Linked DNA regions of Sus scrofa: all the other regions are linked to region 1. Evidence: chromatin contacts called from public HiChIP or PLAC-seq data. All regions are on one chromosome and are shown on one strand. Each heading gives the region's core, a stretch centred on a gene start, on an enhancer-like site or on the middle of the called end of the contact. The rest is flanking DNA. Distances are from core to core; before and after follow the strand shown.

Region 1 (3,982 bases), core at 1,252-3,751:
AAGAATTTCCTTGTTTTAAGATGGCAGAAATTAGATCATGTTGACTAACAGGGGAGTACGAGAGGCTGAAAAAGAGAAAAAAGTAGTACATAATCACAAACCCTAGAATGTTAAAACGAGCAGACCCCTCGTACAATCCTTCTGTTATACATATGAGGGGAAATAAAGCCCAGGATAGGCCACACAAGTGAATGAGAAAGGGTCAGAAAAGCAACTCAAGGCTACATGAAGGCTATAATATGTTTTGTTTTTAAATTGTTTTTTTCTTTTCTTATATATGTTCACTGTGAAAAATCAGAAAAGCATAAGGAAAATACAATCATGTATAATCTTATTATTGAGAAGTAATTTCTATCAACAGTTTGGGGCAGTTCCTGTCAGTTGCCAAGAATCTTTTTTTAAAAAAATGTCCTGTCTACTTAGCCTGTGTGGTACTAACAACAAAAGAATAAGGCATTATGGCCTAATATCTTAAACCAAGTTAAACCCATCGATGATAAGACAGGGATTAAATTTTCTCTTTATAAGTAGTACAGTATATTTTGTTTTCCCAAGACTGGTAGATAAATAGTAAAAATGATTCCCCACTTTGAGTGCAAGTAAGTTATTTCAGTCAAGAGGTGCTGTTGAGTTGATTAACAGCTATCACATTATCAACAGGGTAGACAAATGAGATTCACCAGGAATATAATTAGCCTATGTCAGTGCAATGACTAGCTATGTGCAATGGAAACCATCAATAAAATTGAGACTCTGGATTTGACATTCTTTTACAAGTTCTGTGTACATGTGTGTTCAAGCTGTTATAAATCCAAGAGATGAACCAACACCGTTAGCAAGCACCAGATGGAGCTGCTGTCTAAGCCACAAAGCCTCAACCATGAGGGCTGCATTTTTTCAATACTAATTATGTTTGGAGACAAAGATGTGCAGTTAAAGACACTGTCAAAACTATTTTAACTCATAACAGGCTCTTAGAAAGAGAAGTTGTACCAGTTGTAGCTCTGTCTAAAAAGCAATCCTTGGGCTTTAATGCCTTTGTGCAATGACTTTAACGGCAATCAATAACTAGCAGCTTTGCCTGCTCAACACTGACACCTCCAAAATGGGAAACTCCAGTCACCAGAGTTGTGCTTGAGAAATAAAAAAATGTGTCTCCTGAGGCACTTAAGCAAGGATATATGACAGTCTACTCTGGCCTCTTCTATTTATTTGCTAAAACAGGTCTGCTGTGGAGCATCAAAATAGAATCTTTGATAAGAAAAACTCATTTGCCTTCACATTCCTTATTATCTCAAAGCAAATCCTGCAAATGAAATGGTCAAAGGGAGAGTTTAATGGCTGAAGCTGCCCCTAGGAACCAGCTGGGATTCCATGATCTAAAATCCGATTTCATATTTGACAATTTTCAAGACCAAAGCCCTTTGGGCTATAGATGCAGCTATTCAAGAGTAGTCTATTTCATGTCAAGTCATGACAGCATTTTAAGACTCTATTACTGTTTTTTACTTTCTCTACCACTATACAGACAATGACAATAATTAGTTTGCTTCTAGTTGAACAGTTTCAAGCAGATTTGATATAAAACAACCAAATCCACATAGGATTTCAATCTTGGCATAAACAGGCCCACAGAAGTAGCTAGAACTTCTCAAGCTAGATACAATTTCCAAGTCAGTGAAGAAGATGAGAGTGGGTAGGTGGTATATTAAGCACCACATACGAAGCATTTCCTAAAGCACCCGTGGAGAAACTGTTAATAAGCGAGGATGGGGAATGGATTGCTCAGCTCCTTTCCCAATCTTGTGACTCCCGGAGGCCATTATCTCTCTTCACAAAATCTGTCATACCGCCAAAGAGGTAGAATCAAGAATTCTCACTGCTGTACAAGGGCTTTTAAGGATACTCTTCACTGAGAAACTATCGCCTATATGTCATCCAGCACATTATTCTACCTCTGGGCTACTGAAGTAAAATTTATAAGCCAAGATTCTCATTAGGCTTTTGTAATGGAATGTGTGGGTCACTTAAAGAAAAAAAGGAAAGGAAAATGTGACAAGTATCCCTGCGTCATTGTTCCCAACCTTTCCTCCTTCCACAGTGAAAAATGCTGACCTGATACCTCAACCAGCTGCCAAACCCTTCAGTACATGACTAAAAGGGTGGGGAGAGGAAGTGAAAGCAAAGCTGCAGGAAAAGGCTTTGTAGGAGATAAAACACAGCTTTAAGTTGGTACACAAATGGAAATTCCATGCGTAAAAGGAACTTTCTTAGTTTGACATCTGACCACATCTCCCAAAAAAATCAGTTTCTTGCTATGCCAAGAATAGGCAAAATCTTAAGATATAGGGTTCTACCTAAAGAAGAAACCAAGGTTAAACCTGCTTAATTTTGAAAACTTAACTAAAGCACTGCTGAAAGGAAGAAGCCCATCCACTTCCAGTTGTTTTAACCACAAGTTTTTTTTCCCAACAATTTACTGTTCCTGTCACATGGTAGTCATTCCAGGATAGGAATTGTGCAACTGCAGATGCACCACTGTAAAGAGGCACTGCTTGGGTTCCAACTCATTTTTTGAGTTGAAACTCTTTGATGAACCAGTTAAGTAATAATTATTATTACTATAAACTAGGTAACAACTAGTGATAAGATTATATGTTGCAAAACTAAGTTTAAAACCTTATCTAAAAACAGCCAAGGACTCCTGTTTTACAATTTTAATCCTGTTCACAAACTATGCCCTCTGTTTGGAATGTATATTTCTAGTACAGTTCCATTTGACAATACCCTGTTTACCCTTCAAACCAGTTAAAAATTTATCTGTGATGAAGCTTTACCTCATTCCCTAAATATCTTTATTAGAAGACCATGCTGTGCTGTAATTATATAAGTCTCTAGAAGGCAGGGCTGTGTCTTTTCCACCTCTATATCTCTTGGATTGCTTAGAATATACTCGACACTAAACAAGTGCTTCCTGAATAATAATAATTTTAGCTAGTATGATGTACACACTATTATTAGTCTCTTTTTGCTGATGAAGAAACTGAGACTTGCCCAAGGTCACACAGGTAACATGGCAGAGCCAGGACGCATGACTGCACACATGCGTAAATGGTACAGTTCAGCTATTCATGGCATCTGGAAGCTGCTTTAGACTTAAGCATGGTGGTACTTGAGAAACAGTTCACTCAGCAGCAGCAGCACTGCTTACCACAGTGGAATTCCATCTTGAACAAAGAGGTGTTAGAAGCAGGCATGCCCACACTTCCCTAGCTCACCTCTGAGGTGGCAGGGTCCATGTGCTCAGTGCAGAGCAAGCTAAGAGTAAACTAACAGGCACACAATTAGCTAGTTGGGCTCTTCCAAAGCTGTGGGGTTGTGTGTGTGTGTGTGTGTGTGTGTGTGTGTGTGTGTTTCAGAGTATTGAAGGAGTGAATATTGTGAGGCAAATTAAGTATGGTCTTTCATCCAGTCTAGCCTGAGTCAGGAGCCACCTTTATTTGGAGGGGCCTGTGAAGTGGCTGGTTGAGAGCGAATGGTAAGAAGTTGTCTTGCTGTGTTTTTCTCCACCGTCTTCAACTGCCAAGTGAAGAAAGCTGGACTTCATGCTAATTGAGATGTGAAAAAAATAGGTGGTCTCTGGTTTGAAAGAAGGGAACAAGCAAGAGGGGACATGAGGGCACTGCAAGATTCAATGGGAAGAGAAAGAAGAAAAAGGAGGAGGGAAAAGAAGTTGGGAAGGAAAAAGAAGTAAGAAACAGCTGATAATAATGAAAGAAACCCCATTTGAATGTTTACAGTAGCATAACCAGAGGAAGTGATAATGCTCTTTGTTTCCACTCTTATCCATTTCTGGAGGCTTTAATATCTTGCATGACTTGTACATTTGGTAAGAGGCATGATTTTTCCTTCCCCAGCTACAGAACAGAGGGAACAATACATTCTATAAGACAGTTATAACAGACTTTTAAAGGGAAAATGT
Region 2 (3,731 bases), core at 536-3,035, 300 kb after region 1:
ATACAGCTGCTATTTCAAAATGCAATTGTTTCTGTCTTCTGATTCTAACTCTCTCCCAGGACAGCCCTTCAGAAATTGAAAGTCAATGCACCTGTCCCCCAGAGCTGTCGGCAGCCAGGATAAACATCCTGTTTCTTCAACCATTTTCTTCCCCACTAGGGTTGCTAGGTTCAGAGGAAAAATATTACTTAATGCGTACAGGACATTCAGTTGAAGTTAAACTTCTGATAAACAAGGAATACTTTTTTAATATGAGTACATCCTATGAAATGCTGAGGACAAGCTTATACTAAGAATGATTTGCTGTTTCTTTGAGATTCAAATTTGACTGGGTATCTTGTATTTTATCTAGTACACCCTACCCACCCACGACCCCATCCTGGCCAGCCTTCTCTGGGGAGGGCTGGTGAAGTTTTGAGAACACAGAAGGTCTCGCCTTGGTTCAGGGTGTCTTTAACCGGCACCCCCTAACCACTGCACTGCCCTGCATCCACCCTCGCTGGCTGCAGGCTCCCTCCCTTAGGCCTGTGGGTGGTCTCTGATGGAGGAAGGGGCAGTATTTATTGTCTGTGCTGGAGGTCAGGCTCCATGCATGCGCCTGCCCTCTTGACCCCCTGTTCGTGTTATTCATTCCTGCCACTCAGCCACTTTGTTGCTGAGCACCTAGAACGCAGTTTATTCTTCTCTTCCCAGCAAAGTGGGGGTTCTGGGAAGAGAGCCAAGGATTTGAGAAGAGCCACTGGGAGTTCCCCCTGCCCGCTGGCCTCCCTGTGGCCAGTCTCACACCTGCAGAATGGGCGGGACCTGCTCCTGGCCAGAGGCAGTGGCTCCTAGACTCTTGCAGAAGTGCTCTGCAGAAGAAGGAAGTGATCTGAAGTCCCAGCCTTGGCCCCCATGGGCATATATTCGGTGCCCGCACTGTGCCAGCAGAAAGCTGTCAGCACTCCATCCACACCAGGGCTAGAGACGAGACGGGACTCTCCTCCTCCTGCCTCCTGCCCCTCTGTAAGGACTGGGGCCCGAGGGGCACACATATCACGTCCAGCTCCCAGAAGCCAGTCCAAGGACAGACCTCTCCCAGACAGACTCCTGTGTCCACTGTGCCTGGTCCTGTGTTCCATCCCCTGACACCCACCGAATGAAGGATTCTGTGAAAGTGGTTTGTCAGGAAGTTTTCAAAGGAGACAAGTGCAGCAGAGGAGTAGGGAGGAGACAGGGAAGCAAAGAAAAGGAAGCCAGGCAGGACTGGGGATTCAAGGGAAGCCACACAGAGGGTGGCTTCAGCTTAACCCCATGGGAAACTTCTGGAAACACCTCAGAGTTGTCCCAATGGGGGGGGGCAAAGAAATCTGGGGTATTGGTACCTCTGCACTGCCAGTTCCTGGGGGACCGAAATTTCCAGGCCCTTCCTGTACTGAGTAGTTGCAGACAGAGTGGCCCTGACAGCTGGCGGCGGTTCTCTAACAGACAAAGGCAGGGAAGTCTGAGGGAAGGTGAGGGGGCTGTGCTGGGTGTGGGTTGGGGGAGCGGGGAGGGGCGGGTTGAGGAGGGCTTGCCTTTGGGAGACACCCCCCCTCAAAGCACACCTCTGAACCCGCCTCCCTCAGAAAAAAGCTTCCCTAAAATAGCAAGAAACACACCACTCTCCCGCCCCACCCCTGCAGTCTCCAGTTCCAAAGCTATTACTCTAATAACAATAAGCCCATTGTGCACACTTCCTGACTAATCCTCTCCGTGTGGCCCAGAGGAGAGAGGGCCAGGGACCCAAGGCCCATCTTAGGCCAAGAATTAAGTCTGCGCCATCAGGCTGGGTCAGGTGTTGGAAAGACCCTGGCTCCCAGGCCCCGCGCTGCTGCCCCACCCCCTCTAGCGCATCTGGCTTCCTTCCTGCTCCTTCACAGCCACTGCCTGGTTCTGGCTAGAGTTGCCGAATGCTAAGGACCTGCCCAGTACTGCCTGAGTGCCCACTGTGTGCAAGATCCCCCGCACTAGGCCTTTGCATTATTCATTTCATTTCCCCTCACGCCTAGCCCCGCAACATAACTGCTAGAGTCCATTCATTCAGATAACGAAGCTGAGGCTCAGAGAAACTCAGTGGCTGATCTGAACGGACACAGCTGCCAAGTCACCAAGCTAGGGCTGGATAGGCCAGGCCTTGTCTGTACTTTGGCACCCGCAAAGCAAGGCACACCCTAAATGAGAAGTTTTGGGAAAACGATCCATTTTTAAAAATCATTGTAGAGTCATAATGGAAAAACTCAGACCGGTGTAGGACTTTCTTACTCTTATTTTGTGATTTAGGATTAGCTTTATTTTATTTTGTACATAGTTAATGGGGGGCAGCTTATTCTTTTCCAGGCTTAGAACCCCTAAATAAACGTCTTCCGCTGACCCTGCCCAGCACCCGCTCACAGGCCCTGCAGGGAGAAGCTGTTTGCCGGGCTCTATGGCCCCTTGGTTAACAAAGATGCACAGTGCACTCTGTCTGCCAGGCCCTGTGCACCATGCAGCGGATACAGATGTTCTACTTCCATACCTGCTCTTGGGGAGCAGCTACACTTACTGCCAAGCTTTGCAAACTGTGCACTCACTTCCAGGTTCCAGAGGCCAACTTCCTCTCCACCTCTTCCAACACGTAGCCACTCCATGACCGGATCCTGTCTCCTCTGAACACACATGGCACCCCGCCAGGACTCCAGAGGCTGCTGACGCCCTCTGCTAAGTGTGACGGCAGTTACTTCAAGCTCTCCAGGTAGGAATCAGTCTCCTTGCCTAGCACCCAGGTCCACATACATGGCAGCCAGTCAGGAAATGCTGGTTCGAGTTTTCTGAATTGAATTGACTTCAGTCATTACAGAGCCACAGAGGGTCATATTTTTCTAAGGGGAGGGGGGTGGTTCCCTGACTGGATTCCAATTGGCTTCTTAGCATCCTGCTTCCTTCTTAAGCGTGTGTCCCATTCCTCCTCCCATCCCCCACCCACCCCCTGCCTTCCTACCTAGTTCCCAAGCTCCCCTTTTGGGCCCCCACTAGTCTCCTTTCTGTTAGGACATGGTTTCTCCAGCCTCCCCGTCCCTGCCTGACACCCCATCCCCCTTCTATGACCCACAAGGGGAAAGGATATGGGCTTTGGAGTCTGGCAGACCAGGTTCAAATCTAAGGCCCTTTCCCTTACAATCTGGACAAGTCAGACAAGGAATTCCCCTCCCTAAGCCTCAGTTTCCCTATCTGTAAAATAGGAGAATGGCTTCTTGGGATTATTAGAACAGAATGATACATAGAAGTTGCCTGGCACATAATTAAAGTATCTTATTACTTCCTTCCTTTCTTCTATTTGTTCTATTAATGCTTATGAAGCACTTGCTTTCTACTAGAGACAGTATAAGGAAAACATGGTATCTGCGCTTAAGATCTCTAGAAGGGGAGAGAGAAAAATGAACAGAACTGCATGCTCTGGAATAGAGAGGAAGGTCCCCAGCCAGCTCTGAAAGTTTTTCTGAGGAGGTGGGGCCTGGGGAGTTATGACTAGCCAGGATTCTCCAGGTGAGATTGGGGTGGTAGCCAGCAGGAGGTTTCCAAGTCAGAGAATGAAGCTCAAGTTTCAGGACATCTTCCAAGATCCTGTATCAATTCTGATACATAATTTTGCATTATTTTTCTTACAGAGCCCCCCAGATTCTATACAGTTCAGGCCCACTTCAACATACCCCAGTTGGTCTGTTGGAAAGCCT
Region 3 (4,044 bases), core at 229-2,728, 370 kb after region 1:
TGTCTTCCTCACTGTCAGGGAGGAACCGGGGGCACTGGGAGGCTGCAGCCCCAGAAGACCTGCTTGGATGGAATGTGTGGAGGCAGATGATCTGCTGCGTCTCCCCCAGCAAAGAGGAAGAGGAGGAGGAGAATGAGGACAAGGCTTTAGGGGTGGGGATTAGGGCATTAGCTGAGCAGTGCGGGTGGGTGGAGGGCAGCTGCCCAGGCCTGAGGGAGCCGGCTCACACCTACCACTTGTGGAGGATTTAGCTGGAAGGGGAGGAAGGAAGAGGGGAGCGGGGGAACAGAGCTAGGAGGGAGCTTTTGCTGCAGAGGAGACAGGGCATGCTTGGGCCAGAACAGAAGCATCTGGAGGGGGAAAGGGGACAACCACCTCATCTCCCAGTTCCATAGTCCCCTGCAGTACTGGTGTCCTGCCCATTTTACAGAGGAGGAAACAGAGGCTCAGAGAAGCAAAGCCACCGATGGGTCTCCCCGCAGGGGGTGATGGGCCTGGAGTTCACACAGGACAGAGCTGGCCATGGCTCCCTGCCGGCATGCCAGCATCTCTTTGGGATGCATGGATGGCTGCCTTGCTCTTGGATATTGTCATATTGTTTTCCAGAGTTGGGCACTGAGCCATCTTTGGAAGTCTCAGGAGCTCCCCAAGCAGGAGGGGAGCCTGAGGGCTGCGATCATCACAGCCTCACAGGTGACCAGTATCCTATCCCACAGCCCCTTCCTTCCCCCAGAGGAACAGCCTGGCTTAAGTTCAGGAACTTCCTACCAGTCACTGCTGTGGCCAAGATGACAAACTGCTTCTTGAGGTGGTGAGCTCCCCATTCCTCAGGGTGTGCAAGCAGGGGCTGGATGTTGTCTGGGCCTGGGCTATGATAGTTGGGCTCGTTGGCTGCATGTAAGTTGTCCTGACCTTCCTCCCATGTCCTTCCCATCTCTTAGGGAAGTCCCAAACCTAAGTGGAAAGGTAGAATTTCTAAGTAGGCCAGATGACAGAAGTGTGCTTGGGGTGGGGGCAGTGTCCTCCCAGAGCCCCTCCAACTTCCCTGTGTAGGAGCCGCCTCCTCTGCTTCTGCATATGCTTGTCCTGCCTCCAGCTTCCCTGGACATGGGGGACAGATCTCGTAGAAACAACTAATACCCCTGTGAGAGCCCATGGCTGCTGCCCAGAGCAAGAGGGGGAAAGGCAGAGGCCAGGACCAAAGGGCTGGAGCACAGAGCTGGCCTTCCCAAGCCACGCTGCATAGCCAGAGCCACCTGAGCTCAACTCTGAACTGCCTCATGCCTAGCGGGTCTCCCTGGGAAGCCGCTAATCCCATCTCACGCCTCCTGTCTCCTGAGGGGCAGCTTCCGGAGGCTCAGCACGTCCCAAGCAGGAGACATTTGGGGCGCTTCCCGACTTCGCTGACAGTGTCTGAGCAGCTGTGTGACTCTCCTTCCAAGCCCTCACTTCCACAGATGCCAGCTTGCAGGGCCAACTGGTGGTTACCCGGCAACGCGGCAAATATTTGGGCCAGCCAGGCTGGTCTGTGCCCCCGATCCTGGGTTTAGTGAGACTTTAGAAGGCAGGCAACCCCATGGGCTGTGCCTATTTTTTAAAAAGTATCTGGGCACTGAGTAAAAATAACTCCACTTGGCAAAAACATTTCTGCTGACCCCTTCTCCAGGGCTTTCCATCTGGGGACCTGGGCGGGTAAGTGAGAGGATGGGCCAAGATAAGGAAGGGGTGGTGAGAAGGCAGCATGCTGCCGTGGAAAAAGGAAGCAAGGACTGGGGTCAGAAGGCCTGGGTTTAAACTTGGCTCCCAAAACTTCAGCAGGTGGGAAGGAGTAAGCGCCCTTCCTCTCAGATCTGCTCTGCAGGCAAGATGACAGAAGTGTGCTTGGGGTGTGGGCAGTGTCCTCCCAGAGCCCCTCCAACTTCCCTGTGTAGGAGCCGCCTCCTCTGCTTCTGCATATGCTCTGCCCCCAGGCCTCCTCACTCAGTCCCTGGCCTGCCTCAGCTAGACCTGGCTCCTCCCAGGGGGTCTCATGTGTGCCCCTGCTCAGGCACCCCATCTCTCTCCTGGTGCCTCGCTGGTCCTCTGGGCCCCTCCAATTCAGCCTCCACCCAGGAGCCGGAGACTTGCACTAAAATGATAATGTGATTCCTTCCTACGCTCCTGCCTGCACTTTGCCTGCAAGCCCTTTAGCTGGGCACCCCTGCCTTGCCCAGCCCCGCTGCCTCCCCTCCCTGGTCCTGCAAAGCCTTTGCAATGGCTATTTGCAAAGCATGTCTGAACCAGGCTTCCTCAGGCCTCCAGGCCCTGGTTGAGGCTGGTTCCTGGGCACCACCCACCCAGTGGCCTCCTGGCTAACCCAGCACCTTTTTTTTTTTTTTTTAATCCAATGACTTTTATTATATTTATGGTTGTACAGCCATCACCACAACCTGATTTTAGACCATTTCCATCCCCAACCACCGAGCCCATCCCTGCCGCCACCCCAACCTGTTCCCTCTGGTAACCCTAAGTATTTCAAAGTCTGTGAGTCTATTTCCAGCCCTTTCTTGAGGATGTACGATCGGGCTAGCTCCAGTGGAATTTCTGGCCTAATGCCTGTCAGTACACTCCTAAGCGGTGATTTTTTTTTTGTCTTTTACTGACCTGTCCCACACCATCTCTGTGTCCCTCCTGCCCTGCCCTGGTCCCATCCACACTTCATGGGTAGCATCTTGGGGCATGGACTTGGCAGAACCAAGGTGGGGACCTTGGGTAGGGTCCCTGCTGGCTCGCAAAGCATCTTTGAGGGATTTAGAAAGAAAACTTCCTTCCTCAGGAGGACACAGCCCCAAGCCAGGCTCGACAAGTAGAACACAGGCTGGATTTCAGTCCCTCCTCCTCCCCAGCCAGGCACTGTCACCCAGGACTCCACATCCCCCAGGGCTGGCACTGCATCCAGCACAGCGAAGGCACTCCGAGAGAAAGCAAGCTGAGTTGAGTTGAGCTGGAGGGCGCCGTGTCCCTCCCAGGGGGCCCTGGGTCTCTGGCCTTCTGCCCTGGGCTGATCACAGCTCCCACAGGGGGTTATGTTTTCTTCTTGTTCGTGGATGCTTTCTGCTGTGCCTGCTGCCATGATCCTCTTCCCTGGGTGGGGCTCCCAACCCTGGCATTTGACCAGAGTCTCCCTGGAGCTCTGTCCATTTTTGTAGTTGCTCATTTTCATAGATTGAATTGATTTCCTTCCTCCTCTTGGTGAGATTGTACAAACAAAAACCACGGTTGTAATTGACAGGCTGGGTATTTAGAACACAGAGGGCACTGGGAATGTGAGGCTGGACCTCGGAGCAGGGAAAGGCAGACCCTGGGGCCCAGCCACTGAGGCCGAGGTGCTGCCTGGAGGCAGAGGGGCCTGCAGAGGGCCCTGAGGGGACCCCTCAGCCTCCCCTACCCCCATCTTTCCCTGTCACAGGCTACAGCCCCTTCAGGGCCATTTCCTGAGATGAGGCAGTGACTCTGGGAGCAGATGCCCGGCTCACTGGGGCAGGAAGAAGGAACACAAACCTCCTCTTTAATCCTTGAGCATCTGAGAAGGAATAGGAGAGCCCTGCAATGGCTCCCAAAGAGAAAGAGGCTGAGTCCCCACTGTGGCCCACACGGTCTTATTGATCTGGTCCCCTCCCCTCCCTGCCCTCATGTATTCCATTCTCCCCCTCAACTCCCCCTGCCTCCACCGAGCTGGCCCCTTGACATCTCTCTGACATGCCGGACACACTCCTACCCCAGGGCCTTTGCACTTACTGTTTTAGCTCGGGACCTGCAGGACGCACTCCCTCACCTCCTTTGCATTTATATTCAAGGGCCACCTTCTCAGCAAGGCCTTCCCTGACCACTTTTTAAACCGCCACCCCTCCCCAGAACCCCCAAGTTCCAGCTTATTTTCTTCTTCTTTTTTTTTTTTTTTTTGTCTTTTTGCTATTTCTTTGAGCCGCTCCCACGGCATATGGAGGTTCCCAGGCTAGGGGTCGAATCGGAGCTGTAGCCACTGGCCTACGCCAGAGCCACAGC

Evidence for each region. HiChIP or PLAC-seq counts read pairs in DNA pulled down with a chosen protein or histone mark.
Region 2: an H3K27ac HiChIP or PLAC-seq map of skeletal muscle shows a contact between it and region 1. The contact joins two enhancer-like sites. A contact is called at or near these places in 3 of 47 Hi-C or Micro-C datasets (adipose tissue and liver) and 2 of 2 datasets of contacts at active chromatin or transcription factors (alveolar macrophages and skeletal muscle).
Region 3: a contact with region 1 is called in an H3K27ac HiChIP or PLAC-seq map of skeletal muscle. The contact joins two enhancer-like sites. A contact is called at or near these places in 2 of 2 datasets of contacts at active chromatin or transcription factors (alveolar macrophages and skeletal muscle).

What each region holds. Positions count from the first base shown.
Region 1 is chr7:57,284,965-57,288,946 of Sscrofa11.1, forward strand. The region is part of intron 2 of PEAK1 (pseudopodium enriched atypical kinase 1); the gene reads right to left. Among named protein-coding and RNA genes, the nearest start is that of TSPAN3, 99 kb to the left of the region's middle. Within about 2 kb of position 2,502, at least 28 of the 83 cell types and tissues checked have an H3K27ac peak or open chromatin away from gene starts, as enhancers often do. A contact at or near this core is called in adipose tissue and skeletal muscle, where this site is marked.
Region 2 is chr7:57,588,631-57,592,361 of Sscrofa11.1, forward strand. No RefSeq gene overlaps it. Among named protein-coding and RNA genes, the nearest start is that of HMG20A, 86 kb to the left of the region's middle. Within about 2 kb of position 1,786, at least 36 of the 83 cell types and tissues checked have an H3K27ac peak or open chromatin away from gene starts, as enhancers often do. A contact at or near this core is called in adipose tissue and skeletal muscle, where this site is marked.
Region 3 is chr7:57,653,078-57,657,121 of Sscrofa11.1, forward strand. No RefSeq gene overlaps it. Among named protein-coding and RNA genes, the nearest start is that of HMG20A, 150 kb to the left of the region's middle. Within about 2 kb of position 1,479, at least 11 of the 83 cell types and tissues checked have an H3K27ac peak or open chromatin away from gene starts, as enhancers often do. A contact at or near this core is called in skeletal muscle, where this site is marked.